2 separate regions of the Mus musculus genome follow, and region 2 is linked to region 1. The links are chromatin contacts, called in public HiChIP or PLAC-seq maps. All regions are on one chromosome and are shown on one strand. The core of a region is the stretch at or near the end of the contact, and the rest is flanking DNA. Distances in the headings are between cores, read along the strand shown.

Region 1 (5,131 bases), core at 957-3,456:
CTCAAAACTGTAAGGATTGGAAGCAGGTGCAAATGTCAGGCAGAGTAAAGAATTTTCTGTTTCCACTAACCTCTAATTTAATCTCACTGTTTGCATTAGGGAAATACACATCAATCCACAGTAGCACTGCTGTGTGTCTCCTATCATGGGGGACCACACACAGTCCCATTACAGACAGTTCATGACAGTACTTACATGTGACACAATTCTGAAGTTATGCTGATAGACATAACTCAAGACCATTTACTCTTCAGGATATTTATTAACCGAGCTTCCTTTGAGATTTTATGTATTTCTCCGGCATGCCAAAGGCTCTAGGCCATACTGAATTGTGCATCTCTGTTACTACGAAATATGGACAAAAAGTCTGTCTTAGTTGGGGTTTTTATTGCCACGATGAGACATGACCACAGCAACTCTTATAAAGAAAAAAACACTTAATTGGGGCTGGCTTATGGTTCCGTGATTTAGCCTATTGTCATCATGTCAGGAAAAATGGTGGCATGAAGGCAGACACTTGGGGATCTGAGGGTTATATATTAGGAAGTACAGACATCAGGAAGAAAGGGTGACATTGGGCCTGGCTCGAGCATCTCAAGGCCAAGAGACAGAGCCCACTCCCGGTGACATACTTCATGAAACAAGGGGACACCTCCTAATAGTGCCACTGCTATGAGCATTTAGGGGCCATTTTCACTCTAACTATCACACAGTCTTACAAGTTGGCAGAGGTGCTGAGGCCACAGGGAATTGTGTCTCTGTCACCATGGATCGTAGGTAGACAGTCTTACAGGTTGGCAAAGGCCGAAGGTTTCACTGCACCCTCATCCTCAGCTCCACCCTTGGCTTCCACTCGAGCAGGTGGCAGCTGATGGCTTGAGCTCAGGTGACAAGTTCCCTCTACCTAAGAGCAGTCCTGTTCCACATATCTGACAGTGTGGAATCCCAAATGCCCTACAGAGAGATGTTCTCTGGGGTTCATTTAGAATCACTGAATAGGAGCATGTTGTGGCGGCTTCATCTTCTGGTACTTTAGTAGGAGAATCTCTGAGTGTCTATTCTGAGCCATATCTTAATCTGCTGCCGGGGCTGATGGTATGAGGGGTGTTTAAGTGCAACAGACTGCACAAGAAGGACTGTGCTCCAACTTTCAGACCAACAGAACAACAACAAAGACCAAACTCTAAATCCACTGTGAGTAAAGGAGCCATCATTTACCCAAGCATGCCATGGAAATAATAAAGCTTTCCAAGAGGGTTTTCATATTATTTTTAGACTTTGAGTAGGAAAGAGTTCTGAATCTGAGGAGGGGGGGGGAAGGGAGAGAGACAGACAGAGAGAGACAGAGACAGAGATAGCTAGGCCACGTGTGCACAATCAGGATGTGGGAAGAAGAGAGAACCAGGAGAATCTGAAAGCAAACTTTAGGATGGGACTAACTCCATAGCTCCGTGTCACTCCATAGCCCTATGTCAGCGCCCCTGCGACACTTCCAGGGTCTGATTAATTCTCTAGGAGCAGTATAGATTTCCCAGTTCTCAAAAGCAGTCACATTACTTCTCCAAATGTGTGTGTGTGTGTGTGTGTGTGTGTGTGTGTGTGGTGTGGTGTGTAGGATCAACAAACAAATGCCACCTGTTTAATGTATATAATTAATGTATATGTCTTTGAGGTAATTCTATTACTCCTCACCTCCGAGAATTCTGGAGCTTTCCTGAATACCTTGATTGCTGTTGTATAAGGGAGGGCACAGTGTTCATCCTAATTACTATTTCCATCCTAGAAAGCCCAACTGGAGTCGCATGAGAATTTACCAAGAGACACAATTTAATGTCAGTGTAAGGAGATTTTCTGGAAACTGATTCCCCTAGCCTTGCAGGACTCAAAATTCTTTCCAACTGTGGCGTTATGTGCCACACCTCCTGATCATCTAAACCTGGATACCTTGATCCCACAGAGTAAAAGAGTAAAAGATCAGGAGGCTATCTATGCCCTTATCTACCTACCGGCATTCATGCCTTGAAATCAGGTTAACTTTCACTGATCCTGAAGACCTTCGCATTCTGGAACGTCCCCACCTCCACTGAAAGTGGAAACAATTTGTAGACTATGTATATGTTGTTTACCTTCCTAAAATTCTTATGACGATGTAGGGGGATCCTAGCTAAACCAAGGAGTCCCTCTGCAAGCATCATCCCGGCCGGCAGGGGGAAGCAGACTCCAACCCTGCGCTCTCGGGGCCTACACAGCCGGGTGGGGAAGCGACTTCACTTCCCAGGGTCTTGGCCTCTGCTGGCCCAGAGCTGCACCCCACTCCCAGGCCGAGGACAGTAGAAGAACTTGGGATCCAGGACTCTACAACGCACGAACCAGCTCCAGAGAGGACTCAGCTCTGTGCACTCTGCTCTCTAAGGCGGGTCGCAGCTAGGCAGTGCGCCTGCGCAGAACTGCTTCCGGATTGAGGGACTACTCTTGCGCTTTTTCCGCTTTCACCAGCTGCAGCAAGTGCTCAAGGGTGCAGGTGAGCTGTGCATCCATCCCTTAAAAGAAACTTTTCATGCAAAGGCATGAGAATAAACCGTTCTTTGCTGAGCATCCGCCCTCTCCTTCAGTCCCTCGATCTTCACAGCAGAAAACAGTTCAGACGACCTGGGGAGGGAGGGAGGGAATGGCATCTGCCCTCCCACAGATCTTTTCTGGCTCATCCTTCCAATTTCCTGAATTTCTGCTTTCCTGGGGGCCCTAAATATCGCATCTGTCTTACTCTTTACCTTCCCAGAGGTGAGGCGTGGTGGTAGGTAAAGTTCAACCAAGACTTGCTTCAAAAATGGCTCTCATGCCCACTTAGATCATAGGTAATTAGTTTATTTTTATGTGAAAATGCTTTGTGCATACTTATTTACAGATATCTTAGTGGGTGGAGAAGATTCAGGAGGACCTGAGATGGTGGGGCTGCGGAGGGATTTTCAGTTTCCTATGCTAAGCAGTGAATAATTTTGTTGCATTGCATCCAGGACGTTTTCCAGTCCTATATCAGCACCTAGCCTCTGTCTGTTGCATGAACATGCAGTGAACATGCCTCCCTCTTCCAGCCACATTCCACAACTTTCAAGTTCTTACACCCTTTGGGGTTTGGGAAGCAGGTGCGGGGAGGCAAGTGTCCTTTGCTTTCCAGAAGAAGCCAGCAAGATAACTGACTTGTGTAAGTTTTCACAGTAAGCAATTGTTGGCAATGGATTAATTTTACCCTTCTATAGAACTAAACTCAGTTCTCTGTGGAGACGCAGGAATTGTGGGATTCCTGACAATGTAGCCAAGGATGGTGAGGCAGTGGGGGTGTGGGTGTGGGTTGGGGGGGTGGCCAGCCACTGGATAACTTCCACACAGGCTGTGTATTGGAGCCACCCACTCATTCTCTCAGGGCAGTGCGCTTGGAGCTGTGTGCAGGTCAGCAATGGATGAACTAGTGTGGGTTTGCCCTACTTGAGCTTGGCTGGCAGAGAAAAAGAATCTGACAGGCAACGAATCTCAAGCAGGAAATTAAAGGAATTTATCTCTTATTGAAACAGGGTCACACGATCAGTTGGGGGACTCAAGAAGGTGAACTCACTTTTCATATTTTAAGTTAGCTTAGAAGAAAAATTAGAATCCACGTTACTATCCAGTGACGAATAATCTGTGCTATTAGCTTTGGATTTTTAAAAAAGTATGTCTTCTTGACTATTAGGCACATCAGTGAATAGTTCAAATATATGTGTATGTGCACACACAAACATGCTCTCGTGCTTACACACACACACACACACACACACACACACTACTGCCCAGAGACTCTGACTAAGGGAAAAGCATCAAGACTTCCCACCCTTAATTCCACTAGTGCTCCAAGACAGAGACCAGTAGGGAGCCTTGCTTGTAACTCCCCAGCCTTGCCCACCTCCAGGCTGTAGACTCTCAAGGCTGACTCTCAAATGCATGCACGCTCCCCTTTATTGTCCTTTCTCACAGGTGGGCACTCTCATCAACTGATAGCTCCACTGCATTCAGCTCCAGATTCATGTCCCCCTGCCTTTCCTGAGTATGTTCCACTACCACAGCTAGGAAACATTAAGTCTGCCTGTAAGGCTTGCTGGCTTAACCCTTCACTGACCTTGGGGCAAGACCCACAGACTCCCCTTACAGGGTGATGTGAGCGCAGGTGATATTTCTAATGGACACTCTTTGCACAAAACATGTGTGTTTCAGGATTTAAGGTGTGTCATTATTCGTTTGTTTGTTTTGAGACAGAATTTATGTGTGTAGCCCTGGCTGTCCTGAAACTCACTCTGTAGACCATGCTGGCCTCGAACTCAAAAATCTGCCTGCCTCTGCCTCTGCCTCTCTGCCTCTCTGCCTCTCTGCCTCTCTGCCTCTCTGCCTCTCTGCCTCTCTGCCTCTCTGCCTCTGCCTCCCAAGTGCTGGGATTAAAGGCATGTGCCACCACTGCCAGGAGTGTCATTATTCTTTAATCGTGTGTGTCTCTGTGTGGGTGTGTACACACTCGGCCTTAGAGTTCAAAGGAGGTCATCAGATGTCCTGGTGCTAGAGTCTCGGGCAGTTGTGAGCTGCCCAGCATAGGTGCTGGAAACAGGGCTCAGATTCTTCACCAAGCTCTCCCACTCCTCCCCCTACCCTTTGCATTTCATTTCACTTTATTTACAAACATGCCTTGCTTGCTCACCAACTCCCGGAAGGCTCTGCACATGTTCATTCATCTGCCTGGAACACTGGCTTACTCTGCTTGTTCCGGCTTCCCCGAGATCCCAGCTGGGACCCTGCCTCCCCTGGACATCCATCCTTAGACTCCAATGTCCAACAGACGCCTGTCCCCGTGGGGCTGTTCACCATCTGCTACTCCCTGCCCTGTTGTACTGTAGACCAGCCTGTGTCTACAACCTTTTCAAAACTGCTTCCTACTGCCTTGCACAAAGATAATGCTCAGTAAATACTTGTTGAGTGCAAAGGGGTTTAAATATGCCTCATTGAATGTGCAGGTGACAGATTTACTCTACATTAGTTGTCTTCTTGGTGTGCTGAAACAGTAATGGTTTTTAAAGTGGGAGTATCAAGGGAAGGATATTACCAAACACAG
Region 2 (5,131 bases), core at 1,240-3,739, 110 kb after region 1:
ACTGCTGGTATATTTGTGAAGTGTTTGCAAGTGGATCTAACTACCACTGACCTATAAACTGAACCACTGATTTCCTGAAAAGGCAGATGCTATTTGTTCCAAAGAACCATTTCTAAACAGGTTCACTTCCCCTGTATCCTTTCTTTCTCACTACCTCTGGTGGGTGGTTGGCTAGAAGGGAGGTTAAAGCCTTTTAGAACCATCATTAAAAGTAGGTTTTGAAAAATATTAAAAAGTTTGGGCCACAAACTTTTGAAACACCTTGGGGATGTTTGCCATGGGTAGGGGTAAAACCTTACAATGAAATCTTTTCATGGGCTCTTGAAAATGTGTGGAGGGCATGCTAAAAGCAAATTTCTTACAATCCTTTGGAGCAAGAGATATAGTACAAAACAGTTGTTCAAATCGAATGTTAAAAGTATCTTTGGGTATGGCAGAAGGGGTAGGCAACCATGACTGTAGTGTTCCCATTAATTCCATAGTCTTATTAACTCTCTGGAGATCTTGCAACAGTCTTCATTTTCCTGATTTCTTTTTAAATCACAAAAATGGGAGAATTCTTTTTTTTTTCCTAAGGGGAACTAGAATTCTATGTGTCTTCTATGAAGCTGCTCTGGTGCTCACTGTTCTGTGGCTTTTATTTATTTATTTTTCCTATGTAAGAGGCCAGTAAATCCACCCATATCACTCTTCCAAGCATGAAGCAGAGCTCGGCCAGTAACCTCTATCAAAAATACTCTAACCCAGCCCTATAAGGTCTTTCAGTAGGTATTACCAGTTCCTGGACTCCCTGCCCCTTAATTCCCAAGCCTTGGTGTGGCAAAATTCCTGGATTCAACATCTGTCTTGTTACTTCTTTGTTAGGACTATAAAGTTAACCCCCATTTTGCTCATCACGTCTCGTCCCCGTAGATTAACTGGTAGGCCTTTTACAATGTATGGTTGGAACATACCTTCATGGCATCTCCTCATCCTTCCAGAATAAAATATCAGTACTTTGTTCTGGACATTAACATTGACCAATTCCTTGTAGTAGTGTAACTGTGGGTTGTTTTAGCCAAGCCTGAAGCCATTGATCTGCTATGGACACTGAGACATCAGCCCCTATGTCCAGTAGTCCCTGAAACTCTCTTCAATTAATTCTTAGCATGAACTCTAGGCTCTGAGCCCCTCTTGCTTGTACCCAATAAGCATCTGAGGATCCAAAACCTGCATTTCCTCTTCTATCCTCTTTTAGAGTATTCTTAATTTGAACTTAAGGGAGCAATAATAACATGCCAAACGTTGCCCTGACTGAGTAACCGAAATCCCAATAGCGGAATGTGTTATAATTTTGATTTCTCCAGTATAATCATTATCAATAACACCTGGCTCCAACATAATACCCTTCATGGTAACACTACTTCTTCCAAGGAGCAGATCTATGGTACCTAGTGGTAAAGGACCATACACTCCTGTAGGTAGGGTTTGTATACCCACTTCAGGTGTTAATGTTGGTGGAGAAACTGCTTTCTGCCTGGGGTTTCTCAGAAGAGGTCCTGAATAGATTTCTTTACTGAGAAAGGAAGTAGTGCCCCATAATATTGCTGCTTCGGGCCTGGTGCTGGCCCTTCCTCCAGTTACTCTGAGAGAGAGAGGATTCCCCCTATCATCTCTCTTGGACTTGCATTCATTAGCTCAATGTTTTCCTCTCTTACATCTAGGACATAAATCTGGCTGTTGGCCGTCCTGGGAAAACCTCTGAAGCCTAGTTCTGTTTTTATTGTGATGCTATTTGACTTGATGTCCTATTTGCCCACACCCATAACAACTTCCAGCAGGAACAACTACTCTACTTTTATTCGATTTTTCTGTGTTGAAACAATAGCTCCTTTACTATCTTTCCTTGCAGAGCAGCTGCCATAGCAATACCTTACGTGTATGATGGACCTATGTTAGAATACAATCTGATATAATCTGGCAAATTTTCCTTTTCCCTAAAAGGCTGTAAATACTGTCTGACATACAGTATTAATATTCTCATAGGCAAGCTGCTTCTCCAGTAATAAACTTGCCTCAGAATCCCCCATAAGTCTGCTTGCTGTCTGCAACAACCTGGCCACATCTTGGAACAACTCATCTGGACCCTGCCTAATTTTAGATAAGTCCTCAGTCTGCCTCCCTGTAGAAGGTAGTTTATACCAGGCTTTCTTAGCTGCAGTATTAACCTAGGCATAAACAGCTGGATTAAAATTTAACTGTTGAGCAGTCACAGCATATTTATTGCTCCTCTCCTGCTAGCGTCTCAAACATAATAGATATCCACTGTGCTCAATGGATCACAGTATTTTGGAGTTTCTCAGCAAATTCTGATTTCCATAATAATAAAAAAATCTCCTCCTGACAAGCATGCCCTTGCCAATTGCTTCCAGTCTCCAGGAGGGAGGGGTCCCTGTGGCCAATGATTTGAGCATAGCCTGAGTAAATAGGGCTGTCAGCCCATACTGTGAGCAAACAGTTTCTTTTATTCCTTTAACTGTTTAAAGGGGAGAGGCTGATAATCTCTGACTATATTAACCTTGAGGATCAATCTGCTCTGTAACTAGAAATGGAAAATGAAACCCCTGAACATCATGTCCTCTCTTGGTAGCCTCTTTCAATTTCACCTGTAAGGGGGATAAAAGCCTCTTTGGTCCAGTCAAAGGCTGTGTCCCAGATGGTTTCTGTACTACTACTATGACTGGTGGCTCTGCTCCTGGAAGTGGATCCAGCTCAGCTATGAGGATTTAGATTTTACTAGCTCTCAGTCTTAGAAATCCACTCTGATGGTCCCAAGACCTCCTCTTGATCTGGCTGAGCCTACAGGCTGCTGCATTGCATAGACAATGAAGTGCACTGGCTGCACTTCCTTTGTAACTAACCTATCCTTGGAAGGAATTTCCGGTTCCACCAAGACAGTATGTGGTGAAGAATTCACCTCCCTATGATATTTAGTGGCTTCCTCTTTCAGCTGCTAAGCATTTCCCACATCTAGGGTCTCTTCTTCTTTCTTATAAGGTGGCAGCTCAAAAACTGGATCAGTTATGCTTGATTGTAGGAGTAGATGGCTTAGTTTCACTTTTTCTCCTCCATGGTTGAAGCATCCCTAGACAGGGGCTGCTTCTCCAAAACCTGCTTCTCCTCCTTGTGTCTAGGATCTAATCCATTGCTAACCAAAGTCAAAAGTCTACAAGTATCTACAGGTACTTTACCTGATCCATGCACATCATAGTAGTCTTGAAGTCTTTCCCCAACCTTCTTCCAGGTAACTAAATTTACTGTACCTTCCTCAGGTAACCAAGGACAACGCTTCTCTACAAAAATCTTAAAAATTCTGTAATTGCTATTGCCTTACTTTAGCCCTGTGATCATGAAGCATATTCTTTTTTTTTTTTTAATGTTTTTTTAAAATTAGGTATTTTCTTCATTTAAATTTCCAATGCTATCCCAAAAGTCCCCCATGCCCTCCCCAAAACACTTCCCTACCCACCCACTCCCACTTCTTGGCCCTGGCGTTCCCCTGTATTGAGGCATATAAAGTTTACAAGACCAATGAAAAAGTATGCGACTGTTTCAATTTCCGATTTTGTCTTTTTCTCCACCCTTACCTTTTCTGAGCTCACTTTTCTGAGGTGTCCTTCACTTGATCTCTAATTCTCAGGTCCCTGTTGGGGTGACACCATACCAGAGCCTGCTGGCACAAGCCCAACAGTACCTCTGAGGGGAAGTGATGATTTAAAAAGACAGAGATCATTTTAGGAGGACTGCCAGTGTATACTGCAGCCTCGAGTTTACTGAGTATGGCCTTTTTATACCCCACAGAGCCAAGGGAAGTAAAACCAGAAACTAGCAGAAACAATTGCTGACATTTACACAGGATATCTGTTATTAACAGAGCCCTTCTGTTCTTTCCACCAAGGTATAGGTTCAGCTCCTTGTTTCGAGCCTCAAGTGGACCTCTTCCTAATGATCCATGCATCCATGGGTCAGGAAATATGGCTGCCTGCAAAACATCCTGCTAGGCTAGCAGCCCCTGACTGGCAGGCAGACTTCTACACTACTTCAGTGGCAGGCAAATGGCTCTGGATACTATACCAAAACCTAATTCATACTGTCCCCTGCAGAAGGGGAACCTTTTTGCTTGTTTTATTTGTTTTGTTTTTCGAGACAGGGTTTCTCCGTATAGTTCTGGCTGTCCTGGAACTCACTTTGTAGACCAGGCTGGCCTCGAACTCAGAAATATGCCTGCCTATGCCTCTTTGCCCCTCTGCCCCTCTGCCCCTCTGCCCCTCTGCCCCTCTGCCCCTCTTCCCCTCTGCCCCTCTGCCCCTCTGCCCCTTTGCCCCTCTGCCTCTGCCTCCCAAGTGCTGGGATTAAAGGTGTTTGCCACCACACCCGGCTTTTATTTACATTTCAAATGTTATCCCCTTTCCTGGTTTCCCCTCTGAAACCCCTCTATCCCCTCCCCCCTCCCTCTGCTCACCAACCCACCCACTCCCACTTTCTGGCCCTGGCATGGCATTCTTGCTGAAAGCAACCTACAGAGTCAATGCAATCCCCATCAAAATTCCAACTCAATTCTTAGTCACTGAGTTAGAAAGAGAAAGTTGCAAATCTTCTGGAACAACCACCACAACAAAAAAATCTAGGATAGCTAAAACTGAAAGACCCCCGAAGGGAGACCCTCACTCAAGTCTTGGGATAGCTGCGGACCCCCAAGGACTCGCGAGAGACCAAGCTTGATGCAAATCACATGAGGCTTTATTCGGTGAAAGCCAGAGCTCTGTGGACAACTCGTTTCCCACGAAGGGGTAGAGGAGTCAACCCAGAAGTGAAATCACAAGAAATGAGTATGGGAGGGGTACAAGGAAGGAGTCGTGCCCAGGTGCAGGGGTGATGCAACTATATTGGCTATTGACTGATATGTGGGGCAACTCAGGATTGGCCCTATCTGAAGTTGCTGGGGAAATTTTCCGATTTCAGCCCAGCAACCAGATTACAATCACTTGGCAGAGGACTACAGCAGTTGGCAAATACACGGGTTCAAAGTACGGTCAGAACATTGGCATACACATGAGTTCAAAGAATGGTCAGAACATCGTGCACAAACATT

The links. HiChIP or PLAC-seq counts read pairs in DNA pulled down with a chosen protein or histone mark.
Region 2: a contact with region 1 is called in a CTCF HiChIP or PLAC-seq map of CD8 T cells, with 6 read pairs. The contact joins the enhancer-like site here to the promoter of Tmem14a in region 1. A contact is called at or near these places in 1 of 39 promoter capture datasets (liver), 1 of 15 datasets of contacts at CTCF or cohesin (CD8 T cells), 19 of 484 Hi-C or Micro-C datasets (B cells, CD4 T cells, DN3 thymocytes and 13 more), 8 of 115 datasets of contacts at active chromatin or transcription factors (CD8 T cells, bone marrow-derived dendritic cells, embryonic stem cells and 4 more) and 1 of 9 other capture datasets (liver).

The regions. Positions count from the first base shown.
Region 1 is chr1:21,216,369-21,221,499 of GRCm38.p6, forward strand. It overlaps Tmem14a (transmembrane protein 14A), which reads left to right and starts at 2,207. Exons shown (of 5, transcript NM_029398.3): 1 at 2,207-2,521. All of the region lies in intron 1 of Gm28836 (a long non-coding RNA gene), which reads right to left.
Region 2 is chr1:21,321,937-21,327,067 of GRCm38.p6, forward strand. It overlaps the pseudogene Gm21909. Among named protein-coding and RNA genes, the nearest start is that of Khdc1a, 25 kb to the right of the region's middle. Within about 2 kb of position 2,490, at least 12 of the 459 cell types and tissues checked have an H3K27ac peak or open chromatin away from gene starts, as enhancers often do. A contact at or near this core is called in CD8 T cells, Th2 cells, liver and 1 more, where this site is marked.